2 separate regions of the Mus musculus genome follow, and region 2 is linked to region 1. The links are chromatin contacts, called in public HiChIP or PLAC-seq maps. All regions are on one chromosome and are shown on one strand. Each heading gives the region's core, a stretch centred on a gene start, on an enhancer-like site or on the middle of the called end of the contact. The rest is flanking DNA. Distances are from core to core; before and after follow the strand shown. Region 1 has its middle 12 kb from the start of Guca2b. Region 2 has its middle 12 kb from the start of Edn2.

Region 1 (3,704 bases), core at 826-3,325:
CAGCCAAGAGGGGGGGGGGGGGTCAAGGAACTCGCTTCACTATCTAAAAGGCCAGAGCAATGGAAACAGGGCTGAGATTAGAAGGGCTCTGCTGCTGATTCAAACCCTTCGGGGGACATACCTACACACAAGCTCTGCCCCTGGTCTGTAAAAACAAACCAGAAGTGCCTAGTCTGGGACTTGGCCTATACTGGGGATTTCATTTCACTTGATTTTTGTCTTGTTTGCGTTTGTGTGCGCACGTGTGCCGCAGCACCTCAGGCCATGTAAAGGACAACTTGCAGGAGTCCATTCTCTCCCTGCACCGTGCATCTTGGGGATCAAACTCCGGGCATGGGCTTGGCAGCAAGCGCCTTCCCCTGCTGAGCCTGTGATACACCAGTTCTGTACATTCCCTTTTTAAAGCAGTTGCTTAAGAGGCAGCTGGAGTTGGAGTCTCCCAGGTCTTCAACAGTCAAGCCCCTCTCTCGTCACAGGCTCTTCAGTTTTCACAGCTTTCTGGGAAATAATTTCTATACAAGCCCCAAAGTTAGCCAGAGATAGACTGTAGTGAGGCTTTGCCACCGTCTCAGTGCTGAGCGTATCAAACTGTCTCACACATCCTCAGTCCCTATGGGATCCTTCCCTCTCTCCCCACCCCAGGCAACCACCATCTGCTTTGCATCAGGGAGGATCAGCTTGCTCTTCATCTAGGCTATTAGGGAGCTGGGCAAACCTGCACTTCTAGCATTCAGTACAAATATTTTGAGACTCACCCATGAAGCACCCATGTTCTTTTTCATTGTCTAGAAGTATTCCACCGTGTGACTATACACAAACTTGTTTATCCATTCATTTAAGGAAACAGATAAAGCCACAAAGAGGACTTAGGCTCAGCCTTTGTGCAGACTTGGCTTTGCCTTCCTCTTGGATAGATGCTAGGAGTACCCAGGAGACAGTAAGGACAGGGATGGAGAGATGCCTCAGTGGGTAGGAGCACTAAGTGCTCTTCCAGAGGACCATGGTTCACTTCCCAGCACCCACACAGCAGCTCATACTGTCTGTAACTCCAAGATCTGACACCCTCGTGCAGATATACATGCGGGCAAGACACTGGAACACATAAAATAAAATATTTTAAAAAGAAAGAAAATATACATTTAATGTTCTAGCTAAGAATTGATAAGCTGCTCTTTGGGAGACCAAACGTCTGTGCTGTTCCGGGAGCATGTGTGAGTTCTAGTTGCTCATACCCATGTCAACACTACCCAGCTCTGTCCAGTTGTGCTGTTCTGTGGGTGCGTTGCACCCCGAAGCGAGGTTTGTGCTTGTGACCGTCTCATAGCCAGAACCATCTTGGAGGAGGAGAACTAAACAGCCTCTGAGAACTGGGGCAGCAACACTCCTGGAAAGAAGGACATTTCAGTAGGGAGCCAGCGGTGCTGTGCGGAGGAGGGCTCCAGATAAGGGTCAAGCATAAGGCAGTGATGTCATATGCTTCAGAGAGAAGCTGAAGACAGGAGAGAAGCCTGGTGCCACTCACATGCAGAGAAAAAAAAAACCTGGATGGTGTGCTCACGCCAGCCTTTTCTGAGCCCCTCACCCTAATGCAGTAAGGGTGCCATTGAGACATCGGGTTGTAACTGCGGTAAGCTACAGTTCTATGACAAGTCCACCCCAGAACACAGAACATTTAAACTTCATGGTAGTGCTTCACCTGTCAACCGCTCAGCAACATCCCTTCACTCCCAGTTTGCAAAGGGCTAAGCTGGTCGCCTGGTGCCTGAGGCACACAACCTACAAACTCAAGCCCAGTGGCAGACAACAAGCATCTGAGTGGGCGCAGGCGCCCTCTGGGCAAGCTTGCAGGCCTGGCACACTCTGGGCCTGCAGGCTGCACAGCTGGGGTCCTGTGGCTGCATCCATGTGTCTTCCCTGCTCTGGTGAACTGTCAGGAATGTCTGAGTAAAGGTGGCAGAGGTGGCAAGATATCTCAAGAGAGATGCTTGGAAGAGCCACGCGCCATAGCAGTGTGAGATCAGCTCCATATCTGGGGCCACTAACCAGTCCTTTACAGAGGGAGCTCCAAGATGTTGTGCAGTAGACACGGCTGTGGAACAAAGAAAAGAGGATCCTCTAATACATCCGCTGGCACTGGCACTGGCACTACCCAAATATGCAGATTTGGCAACCTCAAACTGAAAATCAAATATTAACCCCTTTCTTCCCTCCCTCAAGTTGCCTTTGTCCGCTATTTTGCCACTGTGATAAAAAATAATAATAATAAAAATAAAAGTAGCGAAGTCTCCTTCCTGACCACAGACTCCGCTCCTCCAAGCTGGGTGTTGATGCTGACAGACTTGGCAGTCAAGCCACCCCACTCTCCCTAGGCGGAGCCTGGGAGGGGGATTCCCAGCAGGTTCTGCCCGCCCCCCCTCTCTGCTGACACCCCAGGAGCCCGCTCCTCGGGGAAGCAGCAAATCTGCCTGCCTGTCAAGCCTCTCTCCAGAAAGCTACAGCATGAGGTGAATGCCAATGGTCCCCACCAGGGAAAGGGGTGGAAACGACAGAGAATTCTGCTTACAGTTCAGATTCAATATTTGGGAGGAATAATCCTGAAATAAGAGCTTGCCTGATTTCTCTCCCAGGCCCATGAATGCTTCATTAGCTGCTACTTGACACTGATGGCTTAGTCTGATTGGCTTTATTGTGGAGTTGGACTCTAAGAAGTCCCCAAGACAGAGCAATCAAGTTTCACAATGGTCACAACTGCAGATTTGACAGCATGCACCGCAGCTGTGCAGGGGAATTTGTGTTGCGGCCCCTCCTCCTGTGCTCAGTCTTGCTTGGCAACCCAGGCCCCTGACTCAGCAGCTAGTGGGTTTCCTCAACCATTCCGACCGGGTACTGCTGCACAAAGAACTTCAGACTCCAGGCAGCAAAGATACTATGGGTTGTGGGCATGGGTAGGGTCTCCTGGATGCTGGGCTCTCTGAGAAACAAGGAAGTAAACCTGAACCCCACAGATGATGGAGTCTCACTGTGGGTGGGGAATCCCACTAGAAATGGATATGATAAACACGGTGGGGTGGGTGACACTCCACTTCCATGGTAGGGCCGACATTGCTAGAATTCCCAAGGGGCACCTGGAAATGGCCCTACAGTCTGGGCTGGCTTTAAGACTAAACCCCAAAACAACCCCAGGCCTGAGACAGCAGCTGTGGCTGGAGGGGAAGCGATAGCTTCTTTCCCCTTCATTGGGTCCCCCCACTTCCTGAGCACCCCCACTCAGCATGCCTCAGCACCTGTGTAAGTCACCTCTGCCTCTGCCACGTCTTGTCCTCATCTGACCCCCTCCACCACAGGCCTTCTGCAAGCATGTCTGAGCCCTGGTGCCCAATGTAAGTTCAGAGCCTGATACATGTTTGCTGGCTGAACACAAAATGGAGCCTGGCGGTATCATATGCGGGTGGCAGGAGAGTCACATGAACCAACATCTGTGTCACACCTCTTTGAGGGTGCAAGAATCCAGGTCCTTTTGCGGGGCATATTCATGCACTAGAAGGATCTCCTCCTTCCCTCATTATTGTGTGAGCCCCTAGAAGGGACATCTGGAGGGTAAGAAGATGCAGGAACGGCTGTCAAAGATCTCAAAGCCCAGCCGGGAGAACAGGGTCCGTGCCATTGCCACAGCTGCCTGTGTGGTCTCTAGTAAGTCATTTACC
Region 2 (3,704 bases), core at 808-3,307, 480 kb before region 1:
GGAGGGCCTGTTGGTTTCATGCTGACCATAAAGCAACCACTTTTTTTCTGGGACATCCTCAGCCTGAGTCAACCAGGGGCTGAGACTGCTTCTGAGTTCATCAGCCACTGCCCAGCCTTGAAACCCAGGCCTCGGGCACAAGGGAGGTCCAGAGCAATGACTTGGTGATAATGACAACTGTGTGGGCAGCTGTGCCCACGTGCTAAGCACTCTCCTTGTCTTCATTCATTTGATCTTCTAAATAGCCTCAGGAAGTGGACAGGGTGTGTCCTGGGAATGAGGTTCATAGAGGCCGTCAGCTGCTAGGGTCAACACAGCCAGACACAGCAGGGAAGGGTCTCTGGCTCTGAGGTTGAGGTCCTGTCTGCAGTGCAGTAAACAAACAGAGCCCACTCTGCTCGACCTGTGGTCTCTGGGACTTGGGGAAAGAGACCCCCGGGGACATCAGTACTTTCCTGTGACCAGGGGCTGGGTAGTGTGTCTGTGTTGGCCAAAAGAAAGTGCATCAGGAGCCAGAGGCTCAGAGGGCCTGTCAGTGCTTCCATCTGAGGATTCTTGGCACTTTCCTTTATTTAGGAGAGACAGTTGAACAGGGCCACAAAGTCTGAGCAGAGGGCACATGGAGCATCCTGGGAGAGGGGTGCATCACTCATGGCATTTAGTGGAGAGAAAGCAGGCTACCAGGGTCTTGAACATCAAGTCCAGAACTTAGCTTTCGTGCAATCAAGTTGGAGCAAAAGACCGTAGGAGGGAGGGCAGGGGACTGTGTCTATGGCTAGGGGGAAGGCAGGCCAGGGGGGTTCCAATCCAGTCCAGCTCTGAGGAGGTGAGATACTTCCTTCTAAGTGGATGACCACAGAGCCTGAGAAGAGTAGCCCAGGCTACCTCCTATGATGGTCTCAGGGCATGGGAATTATCTATCTATCTATCTTGAGTTTGGGTATATGTGTGTGGAAGTCAGGGTAAAATTTTCTGTGGTCAGCTCTCTTCTTGATCCTTGTTGAAGCAACGTCTGCTTGCTCCTCCTGTTTTGTGGACTCAGACCAGTTGGCCCTCAAGCTTCCTGTCAATCTCCCAGTTTTTGTTTTTGTTTTTGTTTTTGTTTCCCCCTCCGATCTCTGTGCAGTAGTGAAGGGATTATAATCTCATGCCACCACATCTACCTTTTCAACTGGGTTCTGGTCCCTCTCTATCTTTTGAACGATAGGCTGGCTCCAAACTCCAAATCCCATGGCCTCACTTTCCAGGTCTTACTGTCCCGACTGCCCTAAGCCCCATCCTCCTGCCCTCTGCCTGAAAAGAGAAGCGAGCTTAACTCAGTTTCTCTCTGTGGCTCAGCATAAGACCACATAACCCAGGAGACCAAGGTTTGTTCCTTCCTCCAGTACTGTGCTTGCAACTTCTCCCACAGCCTCTGGAGGGCGCCCTGAGGCTGACAGCTATGAGCCAGGGACCAGAACAGGTGGAATAGCCTTGGCCTTCTCCAACCTGCCTCAACCCCTATAGGAGAGAGGGAGCCCGCTTCATGCTCCAGGGGACATATGCTAAGCTTGAAACCTTACAACCAGGGCTCCAATCTCAGCCTTAGTTTCCTCTGACTGTATTATCTTAGGGAGAAAAGCCAGGTCCTTGCAACCTTGTTCAGGGGCTTATCTCCATTGTTCACATGGAGAAACCGAGGCTGCATAAGAAGCAGGGCCTCCCGCAGAGGCTCACCTACTGCCACCCTCGCATCCCAAGCCACAGGGCCCACACTGGCATTTCCCTCCGATGTGCGCGTTGGGAAACCTCGTGCTGGGGGCGCGAGCGGTCCAGCGAGCATGGCTTTGCGAGTAGGTGGCAGCTGTGGTGCTCGGCCCGCCCTTGCCTTGCCACCAATTTTGGGCAAAGCCGCGCGGCGGCGCGCTACGTGACGGCCGTGAGTCAGCTCGCAGGAATGCGGAGGACGCTTTGTTCCCGGCTTGCCAGCGGACGAACGTGCCGGGGCCGGGGCGCGGTGGGCCTGACATCACCGGGAGGCTGCACCGCAGCCACGTGCACCCGGATCAGGGCCGCCGCCAGGAGCTGGAGCCTGTGAGGGCCCCTCAGGCCCAGCCCCCCGGGAGGCCTTGTGGTACCTAGTCCCTAAATGGTGCAGACAACGCAAGTCCTTGTATGAATCACCTAGAAGCCGCTTCCCCCTGACCTCCATCCCTGCCTAATGGGATAGTCAGATGGACTGAATCCTTCAGTGGCTCATGGAGGTGATCTGGGACCTATGGAACACACATGGAGGCTGATGTAGGAGGAGGTAGCAGGGATGAGGCCTTCCCTAGCCCTGCCCCCAGCGTGGCTGGTGTTTTCCTTCCCTGGGCCTGGGCATGTCTTGCAGGCAAAAGGTGTGACCTGGCTATTTTGCCCTGCCTCAGTTCCTGTATTAGGTAAGGGGTGCAGGGCCTTGAGAAGTTTGCAAATTACTGATGGCCACACAGAAGGTCTTTTGTGTACTAGGTCGTGACTGGGTCTTTCTAAACGAAGTGTCATCTGATGACAGATCAACTCTGAGTGGTAGACACTGCAGTCTATGGATATCAAGGCTCAGATCAGAGATGAAGCCTAGACCACACACGTTCTGGTACAGCAGTTAGCAACCCAGGGCAATCTGGGCTCCTTCTTTCAGTTGGATATGGATCCTTCTTTGGGCTGGAATGACCCAGGGACCCTCCAAGCTGATGCATACTGCTCACGTTTTCATCTCTGGCACCTGGAGTGGGAGTTCTGAGGCTCCAGTGGATGGGGGCAAGGTGTTCGGAGATGGAGCAGCGATGTCTGGGCCAGGGTCCCTGCAGCCCTGAGTACATCATCACTTGCCTTTATATTTTACAAGAGTTTTTGCCTTACCCATCCCTGAATCCTTGAGGGCAGAACCAGATGGTCTAGCGTGTGGGTTGCAAGCATTGCAGGGGACAGGTCGAGTGGCGGTGGGCTGCAGGGAAGGCTTTCTGGACGGCATATTTCTCCAATATGCTCCTGCTTCTCTCACCCCCGTCCATGCTTCCTGACACCACGACAAACTTCCCTAAAGCTGGCTGGAGCCCCAGGGCCTCAGTTGGCCTGGGGGCTTTTGCAGGAGGTCATCTTTGAAGGTGCTACATCAGGAACTCTGTAGTTGAGCTGGTCTTCATGGGGACCGCACCACCTAGGAACCCCAAAGCTCCACTTGGGGCTGTTCCAACATCCTGGAATGAATTCTGAAACTCTTTGGTTTCTGTTTCTCTCAGACTAAGTTCTGTAGGAGGAAACGGAGGTAACCTTGTTCACTTTAGTGCTTAGCTTATTTCGGGGTATGTGGTGTGTGTGTGTGTGTGTGTGTGTGTGTGTGTGTGTGTGTGTGTGTGTGTGTGTGTATGTGTATTCAGTATTATCTCATTAGCCCAGGCTGGTCTCAGATTTACAAACCCAGGTTGTTCTTTTTTTTTTTTTTAATGCATCAAGTTAATTAATTAATTTGTAGACATGGTAACATATACCTCAAGCTGGTCTCAAACTTGCTATATAGCCAAAGATAACCTAGAACTTCTGAACCTCCTGTTTCCACTTCCTGGGTGCAGCCCAGGTTGTTCTTCTTTTTTTTTTTTAATGCATCAAGTTAATTAATTAATTTGTAGACATGGTAACATATACCTCACGCTGGTCTCAAACTTGCTATATAGCCAAAGATAACC

Evidence for each region. HiChIP or PLAC-seq counts read pairs in DNA pulled down with a chosen protein or histone mark.
Region 2: an H3K27ac HiChIP or PLAC-seq map of SST interneurons shows a contact between it and region 1, with 4 times the contacts expected there. The contact joins two enhancer-like sites. A contact is called at or near these places in 1 of 15 datasets of contacts at CTCF or cohesin (the NIH/3T3 cell line), 5 of 484 Hi-C or Micro-C datasets (bone marrow-derived macrophages, cortical neurons, embryonic fibroblasts and 2 more), 4 of 115 datasets of contacts at active chromatin or transcription factors (SST interneurons, embryonic basal ganglia, embryonic stem cells and 1 more) and 1 of 9 other capture datasets (embryonic stem cells).

Annotation. Positions count from the first base shown.
Region 1 is chr4:119,669,107-119,672,810 of GRCm38.p6, reverse strand. No RefSeq gene overlaps it. Among named protein-coding and RNA genes, the nearest start is that of Guca2b, 12 kb to the right of the region's middle. Within about 2 kb of position 2,075, at least 48 of the 459 cell types and tissues checked have an H3K27ac peak or open chromatin away from gene starts, as enhancers often do. A contact at or near this core is called in SST interneurons, cortical neurons and embryonic basal ganglia, where this site is marked.
Region 2 is chr4:120,147,089-120,150,792 of GRCm38.p6, reverse strand. No RefSeq gene overlaps it. Among named protein-coding and RNA genes, the nearest start is that of Edn2, 12 kb to the left of the region's middle. Within about 2 kb of position 2,057, at least 182 of the 459 cell types and tissues checked have an H3K27ac peak or open chromatin away from gene starts, as enhancers often do. A contact at or near this core is called in SST interneurons, cortical neurons and embryonic basal ganglia, where this site is marked.